Linked DNA regions of Sus scrofa: regions 2, 3 and 4 are each linked to region 1. The links are chromatin contacts, called in public Hi-C and promoter capture Hi-C maps. All regions are on one chromosome and are shown on one strand. The core of a region is the stretch at or near the end of the contact, and the rest is flanking DNA. Distances in the headings are between cores, read along the strand shown. Region 1 holds the start of AAK1 (AP2-associated protein kinase 1). Region 2 holds the start of PCYOX1 (prenylcysteine oxidase 1). Region 3 holds the start of TIA1 (nucleolysin TIA-1). Region 4 holds the start of SNRPG (small nuclear ribonucleoprotein G).

The links. Promoter capture Hi-C pulls out the DNA fragments that hold promoters and counts their contacts. Hi-C and Micro-C count contacts between places; a contact is called where the count stands out from the background.
Region 2: a promoter capture Hi-C map of liver shows a contact between it and region 1, with 3 times the contacts expected there. The contact joins the promoter of PCYOX1 here to the promoter of AAK1 in region 1. A contact is called at or near these places in 1 of 5 promoter capture datasets (liver), 1 of 47 Hi-C or Micro-C datasets (heart right ventricle) and 2 of 2 datasets of contacts at active chromatin or transcription factors (alveolar macrophages and skeletal muscle).
Region 3: a promoter capture Hi-C map of liver shows a contact between it and region 1, with 6 times the contacts expected there. The contact joins the promoter of TIA1 here to the promoter of AAK1 in region 1. A contact is called at or near these places in 1 of 5 promoter capture datasets (liver) and 2 of 2 datasets of contacts at active chromatin or transcription factors (alveolar macrophages and skeletal muscle).
Region 4: a contact with region 1 is called in a Hi-C map of liver, with 7 times the contacts expected there. The contact joins the promoter of SNRPG here to the promoter of AAK1 in region 1. A contact is called at or near these places in 2 of 47 Hi-C or Micro-C datasets (heart right ventricle and liver).

What each region holds. Positions count from the first base shown.
Region 1 is chr3:72,792,603-72,795,302 of Sscrofa11.1, forward strand. AAK1 (AP2-associated protein kinase 1) reads left to right here and starts at 1,375. Exons shown (of 21, transcript XM_021087408.1): 1 at 1,375-1,730; 2 at 2,034-2,445. The coding sequence starts at 2,283. It overlaps LOC102163904 (a long non-coding RNA gene), which reads right to left and starts at 1,208. Exons shown (of 6, transcript XR_302389.3): 1 at 960-1,208; 2 at 372-523.
Region 2 is chr3:72,222,226-72,224,925 of Sscrofa11.1, forward strand. PCYOX1 (prenylcysteine oxidase 1) reads right to left here and starts at 1,380. Exons shown (of 6, transcript XM_003354779.4): 1 at 1,174-1,380; 2 at 1-74. The coding sequence starts at 1,297.
Region 3 is chr3:72,239,221-72,241,920 of Sscrofa11.1, forward strand. It overlaps TIA1 (nucleolysin TIA-1), which reads left to right and starts at 1,315. Exons shown (of 13, transcript XR_002342584.1): 1 at 1,315-1,629. It overlaps TRNAG-CCC (a tRNA gene), which reads left to right and starts at 992; the gene lies at 992-1,062.
Region 4 is chr3:72,197,337-72,200,036 of Sscrofa11.1, forward strand. It overlaps SNRPG (small nuclear ribonucleoprotein G), which reads left to right and starts at 1,386. Exons shown (of 4, transcript XM_003125052.4): 1 at 1,386-1,539. The coding sequence starts at 1,508.

The DNA of each region.
Region 1 (2,700 bases), core at 125-2,624:
TGTCTCTACACAGGAAGTTTAACTACAATGATCTACCTGAGACAAAAAGAAGGAAAAGAAAGAAGAGGAATAAGGAAAAGAGGGAGAGGGAGAAGGAGAACCAGGAAGAGGAGGAAGAAGAGAAAGCAGCAGCATAAACCTCTCACAGCTCAGTTCAATTTTCAGATTAGAGAAAGCAAGAACCATCCTCCCTGCCCCGCCCCGCCCCCACATCTTCTCAAGTGTCTGCAGAAAAAATCTGGAACTAATTTACAAGCCAAGAAGGCTCTCGCAGAATTAGGGCGAGCAGGTGGAAGTGAGAAATAACCCATATTTAGGGATTTGGAAAATCATGGATTTGCGGAGGGGGATGGGCAGGGATTTGACACTACCTTCAGCACCATCCATCAGGAAATCTAGGAATGGAGAAGGGTCCCAAGATGCCTTCCAAATCTTCTGCATTTGGCAGAGGTAAATCACGCTGTCCACCCCCACTCTCAGCAGTTGGACGATATCAGGATAAAATAGGCATCATGGGGGGGATCTTGAAGTGAAAAGAAATAACAGGTCAGCCTAGAGTTCTTGTATGGAAGGGGGTTAGTGAAGGTCAGGCCCACCCACAGCAACAGAAAAGGTGGCAGAATGCAGGGTCACCGTGAGACAAGCCCCAAAGTTTGGGTTCAAACCAAAGGTTTGGGTCTCCTGATACCCTACGATCTGCCCTGCACACGCTCTTTAACTTTCTCAGTTTGAGTCGCGCCTGTAGATTTCCTGAAAAGACAACGTCTTATGAGGACTAGCTCAGCTGAGCTGGTTCTTAGTAACATCTGAAGCTGGAGGAGGAAGGGCTCCAGGCTTATTTATGTTAGGGTTGGCGTTTGGGTGTGGTCTGGTAAAACAAAAACCAAAAAAAAAACCCCAAAATCCAAAAACCAAAAACATCTGCCAGCAAAATTTCCGGGTCACCCTCAGTCTTTCACCTCTGTCTGCCCAGGTGTCGAAGGTACGCCCAGCAGGACCCGCTAGGGGCTGAGCGGTTAAGCTGCGTCCTTCAGGTGTCAGCCGGGATATGCTTGGAAACCACAATCCCCAGAATCCCTTGTGCAGATCAAGCCTCAAATAAGATGGCTCCACAAGAGTGGAACATAGAGAGCAGGCTGGAAACGCTAGTCCCTAGCAGTTTTCTCGCCGGATGTTTAACCGAATCCTCACAAATGCACCACCCCACTAACCACCTTGCGGCGGAGGAGGCCACCGCAGCCGCCTCGCTCGCTCCTCCACGGGTATCTTGGGAGTTGTAGTCCAGCTGCTGGGATGCGCCGAACTACCTTTCCCATGGTGCCTTAAGGGTCGGGCAATATCAACGTTCTTTTCCAAAACTCTCCCCGCATTGAGGTCCCCCCCCCCGCCCCTTTCCCCAGCTCTCTACTCTCCGACGACTCCTTCCCGCTGGTTGTGAGAGAGCGGCTGCAGCTGGAGGCCTTGGCCTCTAGCCGCGCCGTCCCGAGAGGCACTTCCGGCGGCGTTTCACTTCCTGGTTGGATGGATGGAGCCGGGCGGGAGCGCGCACGGGGGAGGGGTGGCGGGTCAGTCTCCGCCGGGCGCTCCGGGGATCAGCTGGCGGGCGGGCGCCGAACGCTGCCCCGGCTCTAGCTGCAGCGCCGCCTCCTCACAGCTTCGCAGGCCGGCCCGGCGGCCGTGACAATGTTGCGGGGCTGGTAGCTGGGCGCCGGCCCGCCGAGCCATCTCAAGTGGGTGCCGCCGGGATGCTCTCTCGCGGGGCGGCGGGAGACCGGGGAGGAGGGGAGGCAGTGTCCAGCTGGGTCGGTGCTGCCGGAGGCGGCCCGAATCCCTCCTTTTTCAGAACCCTGGGCAAGAGGGTCCAGGGTTCTGGGGCTGAGAACCGGTGGGTTTTCAGCCCCAGGGTTTTTCTCCCTTAGAAAATGCATGAAGCGTTTCCCCAGGATGATGGCTTTTGCTCCCCCTAGGACTCAGCGGTTGAATTTTTAAGTGTGTTACTGATTCATCCTCTCTCTCTCCCTCTGTCATCACAGGTTTAAACTTACACGAATCGCTCTGTTGAGGAGGAGGGGACCGCCGCGCGATTGACACGCATATTCCTATAGGCATCCTCCCCCAGCCCCCACCCCCACGGCCGGATTCGGGTGGCTCCTCTCCGAGCTGAAATCCGAGAAGAAATCCTTGGATCTCTTGTTTTCTTAAAAAAAAAAAAAAAAAAAAAAAAATCAAAAAAAAAATCTAGAAACCGTCGGTATTTTGCTTTACTGCTTCCTTTCCGCAAGATGAAGAAGTTTTTCGACTCCAGGCGAGAGCAGGGAGGCTCTGGCCTGGGCTCCGGCTCCAGCGGAGGAGGGGGCAGCACCTCGGGCCTGGGCAGTGGCTACATCGGAAGGGTCTTTGGCATTGGGCGACAGCAGGTTACTGTGGACGAGGTGTTGGCGGAAGGTACGGTGGGACTCTTTCAGTGCGCCGTAAATTAAAATCCTGTGCTGATGCAGCAGGACTCTGGTTTCTAGTTGTTGAATGTATGAACGGCTCTAGACCGGTTGACCCTCCCTCCCTTCCCCCTTTCCTTGCCCTGTGAGTCATTGTCCTTGAGAAATTTAAAACTGAGATTTGAAAGTGACAAGGATTTGTGGGTAGAAGAAGGTTGCCAGAAATTGTTTACCTCGGTGGCCTTATATTTAAAAAAAAAAAAAA
Region 2 (2,700 bases), core at 130-2,629, 570 kb before region 1:
CTTCACATCTTTCCCAAATTTCTGCCGCAGATAATAGGCTGCTGAAGTGCCACCAATTCCAGCTCCAATGACCGCTAGAGGGGGAAAAAAGAAACAGTTTTTTCCCTCTTATCAGCTTTGTAGGTTTCGTTTTTTGAAAGACTGTTAACAGACGTTACTTTAGGCTATTAACAACTTAGGGAAGCCTGGGGACAGGGAGGCAAGTGACAGCTGCTGTGAAGATAGAACTCTGAATCTGGACAGTCACTGCCTCCAGGCAAAAGTGATAATAGATAAACTTACAAACTGACACTAATTTTTTTCCCCCAATGCCCCAAGATTCTCACAGTTCTTTGCGGAGGCACCAAGTGGCCCGCACACCATTCTTTGTGACCAATACATGGGAACAGAGGAGGTGGGGCCCTTCCAGCACGCATTTTAAATAAAGTGGCCGCCATTTTTGCCTACATTTGCTCTGTCTCGTTAATGTGAACAGGTTAATGATCCCAAAGAACACAGCTTTAAGGGGAATTTAAAAAGCAAAGCAAAAGAAAACAGAGCAAAACACCAAAAAGACTGAAACTAAGAGTGAATGCTTCGGCTGTGTAGTCGTTCTAGGCAGAAAACTGTGCAAGCCAGTGGCCTCTGCGAGCAGGCAAACTTCAGCGGAGCAGCCGGGCCGGGCTGGGGAATGGGTAGAGCTGCGGGGCGGGGCGGCGAGGGCGCCGAAGCCCATCAAGGGAAGGAGACGCGGTCAGCGCGGTCAGGTTGTTTGCACTGCTCGGTGTGCTGTGCCCTCGTGGGCCTCTCAACTGCAGAGCGGAAGCGGCCTGTCGCTCCCGGACCAACCAGGGGACTGTCCTCCCGCAACTGCAGCAAGAGAAGTCGGCAGGAGGGGCCTCAGCCTCCTCGGAGCCCCAGGCCTCCGAGACAGGGGCCGCAGGGACGCTTGGCTCCCGCTCCCCGGCCCAGGTCTACCCCTCTACAGCCAACTCCTCAAATGGAGATGTCTTCACCCTCGGGAAAGCGCGGTCCCTGGGGCGCGAGCCGGAATGGGCTCCGCTTGCGCGGAGGGCTCATTCGGCGCTGCTCGGCGGGTGTCACAGGTGCCGGGCCTAGTGTATCAGCCTGCCGCCGCCAGGCACCGGGCTTATTCCCGCCACCTCCGCCCTGCGCTGCCTCCTTCTCGCCTACCGATCTTCTCTGGCGGGGACCGCGGCGCGGCGCTCCCGGGGCACCCCCAGCTGCACAGAAGTAGCAGCCCCAGCCACAGCCCGAAAGTCAAGAAGCAGGGGAGCCCGCCAGCGAGGGGCTTCATGGTTCTCCCAGTGCTGCAGTCGTACTAGAGCGCCCGGCGGTCCGCCCGCATTTGAGCCTGCGCTCTCCGCTCGCCCCGCCCCCTAGCTGGCCTCGCCCCTCCAAGCCCCGCCCAGGCCCGTCCCCAGCTCAGGCACCTGATACTCCAAGGCCACCCTTCCTCCAGAAGCTACAACGCAATCCTCTCGGTCCCCCAAGTCCTCCTTGCACCTCTGAAGCCCAGGCTGCTTCAGGGAGTTGCCAAAGGCCCCAGAGGAGGCTCACCCCAGCTTTTAATTTCATCAATACTGCCCTCTTCTGTTGATTCAATCGCTCAGGCTCAAAGAATGCACACAGCAAACCACTGTTAGAAACGGACAAGGGTGCCCCAAATACTTACTGAGTGATCACCGTGTTCACTATGTTCGAGATTTGTTGGGTACAAGATGACTGGGTAAAGGGTGCTAGGTGAAAGGGAAAATGACAGAGACCAGGGATGGGGTGGTCCAAACTGAAGGAAGTGGAAAAATAGTAACAGATATAAACGAAAGTCGTGTGTGTACTCGTATCATACGGAACATTAGGCAAACATTTAAAAGAATGCAGGCTTTGTATCTATTGTCCCAGTATTGTTCGGTCATAAAAGCTGTTGAGAAAGTGATGGGTGTCATATGATACTATTTCTGTAATTAAAATATCCCACCCAGGGAGTTCGCATTGTGGCTCAGCAGGTTAGGAACCTGACTAGTATCCATGAAGACTCAGATTTGATTCCTGGCCCCACTCAATGAGTTAAGGATCCAGCGTTGCTCTGAACTGTGCTGTACGTCACAGATGTGGCTCAGATCTGGCCAGGCTGTGGCTGTGGCTGTTGCTGGCAGCTGCAGCTTAGATTTGCCCCTTGCCTGGGAACTTCCATATGCTCTAAATGTGGCCCTTAAAATACATATCTATATCTATATCTACATATATCACACCCAATCAAAAAGGGGGGGGAGAAAAACTAGTACGTGAATGTGAAGAACAGTATATGGATGGAAGGAAAATAAGTTAAATAAAAAGAAAGTTTAAACTACTGCAAAATAAAGGATTTACTTAGTGGACAATTATTTATTGAGCTCCTTCCACGTGGCAGGCAATGTTATTATAGGTACTTGAGAAAAACCAGTGAACAAAACAATTTTTAAAATATTTATCCTAATGACGTATACATTCTAGTGAAGGGAAACAAATGACAATTAGAATAAGTAAGCAAATGACATAATATAGAGTGGAGGAAAAAAAAGTGGAGAATGGCTTGCAATTTTAAATAGGATAGTCAGATCAGGCCTCACTGAGCAGGATGGCACTTGAACAAAAGTTTGCAATAATTGAGAGAGTGGACCAGGTGAATATTTGGAGAAAGAGCTTTCTAAAAAAGGAAAA
Region 3 (2,700 bases), core at 65-2,564, 550 kb before region 1:
TTCAGAGACAATATGAAATGTCCTGAATAGACAAATTTATAGAAACACAAAAATAGTGGGTTGGGGAGAGGGGCGGGATGGGGAATAGGAAGTAACTGCTAATTGTACAGCTTTCCTATTCAGGATGGTGAAAGTGTGCTAAAATTGATTATGAGATGGCTACACATCTCTGTGAATACACTAAAAAAACCACACTGAACTGCATATTTTAAATGGAAGAAATGTACATTATGCAAATTATATCTCAAAAAGTTTCTTAAAAAAATACAATCTACTATTAACATTTGTCTTATTCATCCTCAAAAGACTAATATTTGATATCTTTGAATGAAATCCTAAGAATGTGCAACAGATTCTAAAGACAAGTCCAAAAATGGTAATCCAAAATTATCACAGTCTAAAGGAACTACTTCAAAGAAGAGATCACATTTTTGAACACGGACATTCCCCAATGTTTAAATTTTTTCACATAAATTATAAAATGCAATACAAAATGCATAATGAGTATATTGAAGTACATTTCAGAACCCTAATTTTTCTGCCTCCCCCCCACCCACCCCAAAAGGACTGAAACTTGTATATGCCCCAATTCATATGGTTTTAGAATTCTTGGGACCGATTTGCATTAAATAAATATTTCTTTAATATTTTCCAATGTACACTGAGTACATAAAGAAAAACTCCGCAAAAATCTGGAAATACATGCCCGGCTTTCAAAAAGCTGCTTAACACCAACAAGACAAATTCTTCTTAATGAAACTCTTACTTTTTAAGTTTAAAAACAAATTTTAAATGAGATTTTTCCGTACTGAAAAAGTAGGAACATCCATTTAACTGTATTGGAATGAGAGAAATCATCACTTACATTAAGGGAAAGTAGCAATAGGCTTTTGTTTTTAAAGGAGTGAACGAACCTTCCTCATAGCTGTTCGGGAACGAAAGTTTGCTTGCTATTAGTTCTAAAGCATTTCTGCAAGAAGCATTACCGTCAGCGCCGCTGGTGTAGTGGTATCATGCAAGATTCCCATTCTTGCGACCCGGGTTCGATTCCCGGGCGGCGCATGGCCTTTTGCTTTGCCTTAGATTATTTTTATAGCTTTTTCTTCTTGTAGAAACACTTCGAACTTTTCATTTCCACGAATATTTATATTTCATTATAATTCACCGTTGAAACATTCGAATCGGGAGGTGGAATTCAATAAAGTTTACTGTAGTCCTGAAATAGTTAACCTTCACGCCTGCGCAGTCTGAGACAAATCCCTGGCGTGGTTGGAAGAGCGGCTGCGCAACAAGTGAATGTATGGACTGAGGTGTAGCCTGGCGGCCGGGAGGTTGAAAGTGCAAGATTCTTCTGCGCCTGCGCGGCCCGGGTCACTTCGCTGGCGGCTCCAAGGCTCCCGGCTCGCCGCCATCTTGTATCGGGGCTTCATTGTTCGCTCTGGGCCGGGTGGTTTAGTGTCATTGCTGTCGAAGAAGGAGGCGGAGTAACCTCCGGTCAGCCAAGAAACCCCCGCTATTCCGCAGCCATAGCCGCTCAAAAGATTTGTGAGGTAGTAAAGCGTAGGGAGCTGGACTCAGAGGCGCCGCCGCGACAGCAGCAGCCATGGAGGACGAGATGCCTAAGACTCTGTGAGTCTGGGGCAGCGATGAGGGGGGCGGGATGGTGGTGGTCCCGGAGCGAGGCTTCGGCTCAGCGCCGTTGCTCAGCCTATTGTTCCCCGTGGACGCCGCGATTTCGTGGCTCCTATTTTAGGCGCTCACCTGGCTGCCTAGGGACCGAGACCCCGGCTGTGAGAGGACGAGCTGGAGGGAGAGGGGGCTCAACCCTCTAAATTAGTCCCTACACGTTTACTACCCCACAGCGTGGCTTTTGGCTTCGCCCGGGGCCTTCTGTGGTTTTAGGCCAGGAGAAGACTTTTTAATTCAAACCTCTTTAGAACTTGGCGAGCCTTTTTGTCCCACGCTTTTCTTCTCCCCCCCCCCCACCCCGGCTTCTCGATTAACCTCTTTTCGAGCTTTATTTCCTTTCATTTTAGTTTTTTTCCCAGAAACTCTTCCTTTCATTTCCTTCTCGTTGATAGGCATTCTTCTCTTGAAAATGTTTGGACTCATTTTCCGGGAGGTAAACTTTATTCCCGCAGTTGCCAACTGGAAAAAAAGCCAGATGTTTTTCTTTGAACTTTTCTTTGGCTTTCCTTCTGTGGCACCCCCTCTCCAGATGAAAAAGTCTAAAATCGGACCCCTTGAGGATTTTGAAAGTGCTGTGTTTGTTTGTTTGTTTGGGGGTTTTTTTGTTTGTTTTTTCAAATGGAAATCTCACCCGGAGGGATAGATCTACTAAGGGGAAGTGGATCTAATACGTTTATATCTTCGCCTTCTACTTTTGTGATTGACATGACTCTGAAGGACTGGGGAGTTTTTAATGAAGCAGCAATTAATAAGTACCTTAACGTATTTAGTCACCTCTGGGAATTTTTAGAGGTAGTGTTAAATGATCTTCGTTTGGGATCTTTTCTTTGTCATGTAGCCTTCCCCAGCATTCTTTGTTTTTCCAAGTATAGTCGGATGAGGTGATCCTGCCTTTGTTGCTTTTCTCCAAAAGAAAGAAAAAAGCCCAATGAGTTTTTGATGTAGTTTTTTGTTTTTATTCTTAGGAAGACTGACAATTTGAGAACTCTATGCATTAAAAATGCGCCCTTC
Region 4 (2,700 bases), core at 136-2,635, 600 kb before region 1:
GTGGGCTGCTCCTCTTTTGGGAAACTTAACTAGGATCAAATCAGACCATTTTTTACACCTTTCGACTTGAAAATCAATATTTTAGAAATCATCTGTGTGCTGCTCTTCATACTTTATATAGAGGGGCAAGGTACAGTTAAGTGGGGTTTTGGAAGCATTGCAGGACTGTCCGTGGGGAATATACTTATGACCTCTAGATTAAAATTTTTTTTTTTTTTTTTTTTTTTTTTGTCTTTTTGCTATTTCTTTGGGCCGCTCCCGCGGCATATGGAGGTTCCCAGGCTAGGGGTCGAATCGGAGCTGTTGCCACCGGCCTACGCCAGAGCCACAGCAACGCGGGATCCGAGCCATGTCTGCAACCTACACCACAGCTCACGGCAACGCCGGATCGTTAACCCACTGAGCAGGGGCAGGGACCGAACCCGCAACCTCACGGTTCCTAGTCGGATTCGTTAACCACTGCGCCACGACGGGAACTCCTCTAGATTAAAATTTTTGGAAACTGAGGCCCCCTCACTCTATTCCTTTGGTGCAGAGGTCGTTAACTGAGCTGTTACTAGAACCTTAGTTGTAGCATGACATCCTGTGGGAATACTAAAATACCACAGGTTCAACAGTGAAGCAAATACCTCAAAGCAAGTCACAAGATTTTTTTTTTCTTAGTGTGATTACCTATCATAGATCACCATAACGAATACAGTAATGAAAAAATTTGAAATACTGTAAGAATTATCAAAATGACACAGACACAAAGTGAACAAATGCTCTTGGGAAAATGGCGCTGGGAGATTTGCTGGACTCTGGGCTGCCTCAAACCTTCAATTTGCTAAATTAAAAAAAAAAAAAAAACGAGTTCCCGATGTGGCTCAGGGAGTTAAGAACCGGACTAGTATCCATGAGGATACTAGTTTGATTCCTGGCCTCGCTCAGTAGGTTAAGAATCCAGCGTTGCTTTGTCTATGGCAAAAGCCAGCAGCTGCAGCGCAGATTTGACCCACAGCCTGGGAACTTCCATATGCGGAGGGTTCGGTCCTAAAAAGACCAAAAAAAAAAAAACCGCAGTGTTTGCAGAGGACAACAAAGGGAAGAACAACACATGGAAGTATGCACACACATGCCAAAGAAATTTTTAGGAGCCTACCCCTCCAGAGCTTATTTTCATCTGGTAGCGTCAAGACAACTTTGCAACCCACAAAGACAATGAGTTAACCAGCGTCCTTCAAATGCTAGAGGCAGGAACAGCAACCCAATTACAAAGAGGAATATAAAGACTGGAGGCCCCACCCCTCCGCTCTAGCCAATCCCTGGCGACACAACGGAAGCTTGGGACTGATCTGCGAGCTCAGGATTTTCCTAAGTATCGCGACGTGAAACGTGAAAGCGGCCAACAATCAATTGGCTAACGGGATCAGTGACGTCAGACGCAAAGCACCGGGCCTACCGCTGGAGCGTGAGGGAGAACACGAATTCCGTTTGGAGGTTTCTTTGAGTTCGCGGAGTAGGCATCATGAGCAAAGCTCACCCGCCGGAGTTGAAGAAGTAAGTATGCATGAGGGCCGCGCATAAATGGCGGCTTCTTTGTAGGCCTTGAGTTCCTTGGATCCCCAGCCATTTCCGGAGAGTGTGTCTGCCGTGCTTATTGCCACTGGCTGCCGCCGCGATCCGGGCCACCGTCCCACGTTTCCGGGCCTGCATCCCGCGCAAATGTTGTATTTCGGCCTGGTGGGCATGCTTTTCAAAGACGTAAAGGCCCCTCCGTCTGCAGGTTTGCCTCCCAGGCCGGAGTTCCTGGCCGGGTCTCTGGCACTCGATCCTTCGTTACTTAAAGATCTTGAATACCACAGTTAGCTGAACGCCTTGAGTAGCATCACGTTCGAGATAAGGTGGTTGGACAGTAATTCTGTAAGGAACTAAGGAGGTGGATGGAATGGAATTGTTTTGATGGTATATGAGAAATTCAAAAGCTGCCTTCATCTTAGTGTGTTGGTGGTTCCTTTGAGCTTTAACTTAGAAATCCCGTTCTTGGGAGTTCCCGTCGTGGCGCAGTGGTTAACGAATCCGATTAGAAACCATGAGGTGGCGGGTTCGGTCCCTGCCCTTGCTCAGTGGGTTAAGGATCCGGCGTTGCCGTGAGCTGTGGTGTAGGTTGCAGACTCGGCTCGGATCCCGCGTTTCTGTGGCTCTGGTGTAGGCCAGTGGCTACAGCTCCGATTCAGCCCCTAGCCTGGGAACCTCCATATGCCGCGGGAGCGGCCCAAAGAAATAGCAAAAAGACAAAAAAAAAAAAAGAAATCCCGTTCTTTTTTCTTAATTTCTTGCACTTAGGTTGAACTTGAATGTGTGATATTTTGCTCTGTTAACTGGAATGCGTGAGAACATTCATTTTTCTCTAATTAGAGAAGGCTCTTTTGTTGGGGGGGTGTTCTTGGTAAGATTTCCTTTTTGATTCTTAAGATATTAATGAGAGTTTTTAATTACCTTTCTTTTCTTATATGTAGATTTCAATAATTGTGAGATCCTGCCAGGTCTACCTCCAAAATGACTTTTAACTTTTTCTTCCTTACCATCTTTTTTTGGAGTTCCCTCGTGGCTCAGCCGGTTAAGGATCCAACATGGCACTGCTGTGGTTCAAGTTCAGTCCCTAGCCCAGGAACTTCCGCATGCCACCCACGAGGCCCGAAATCTTTTTTTTTTTTTGCA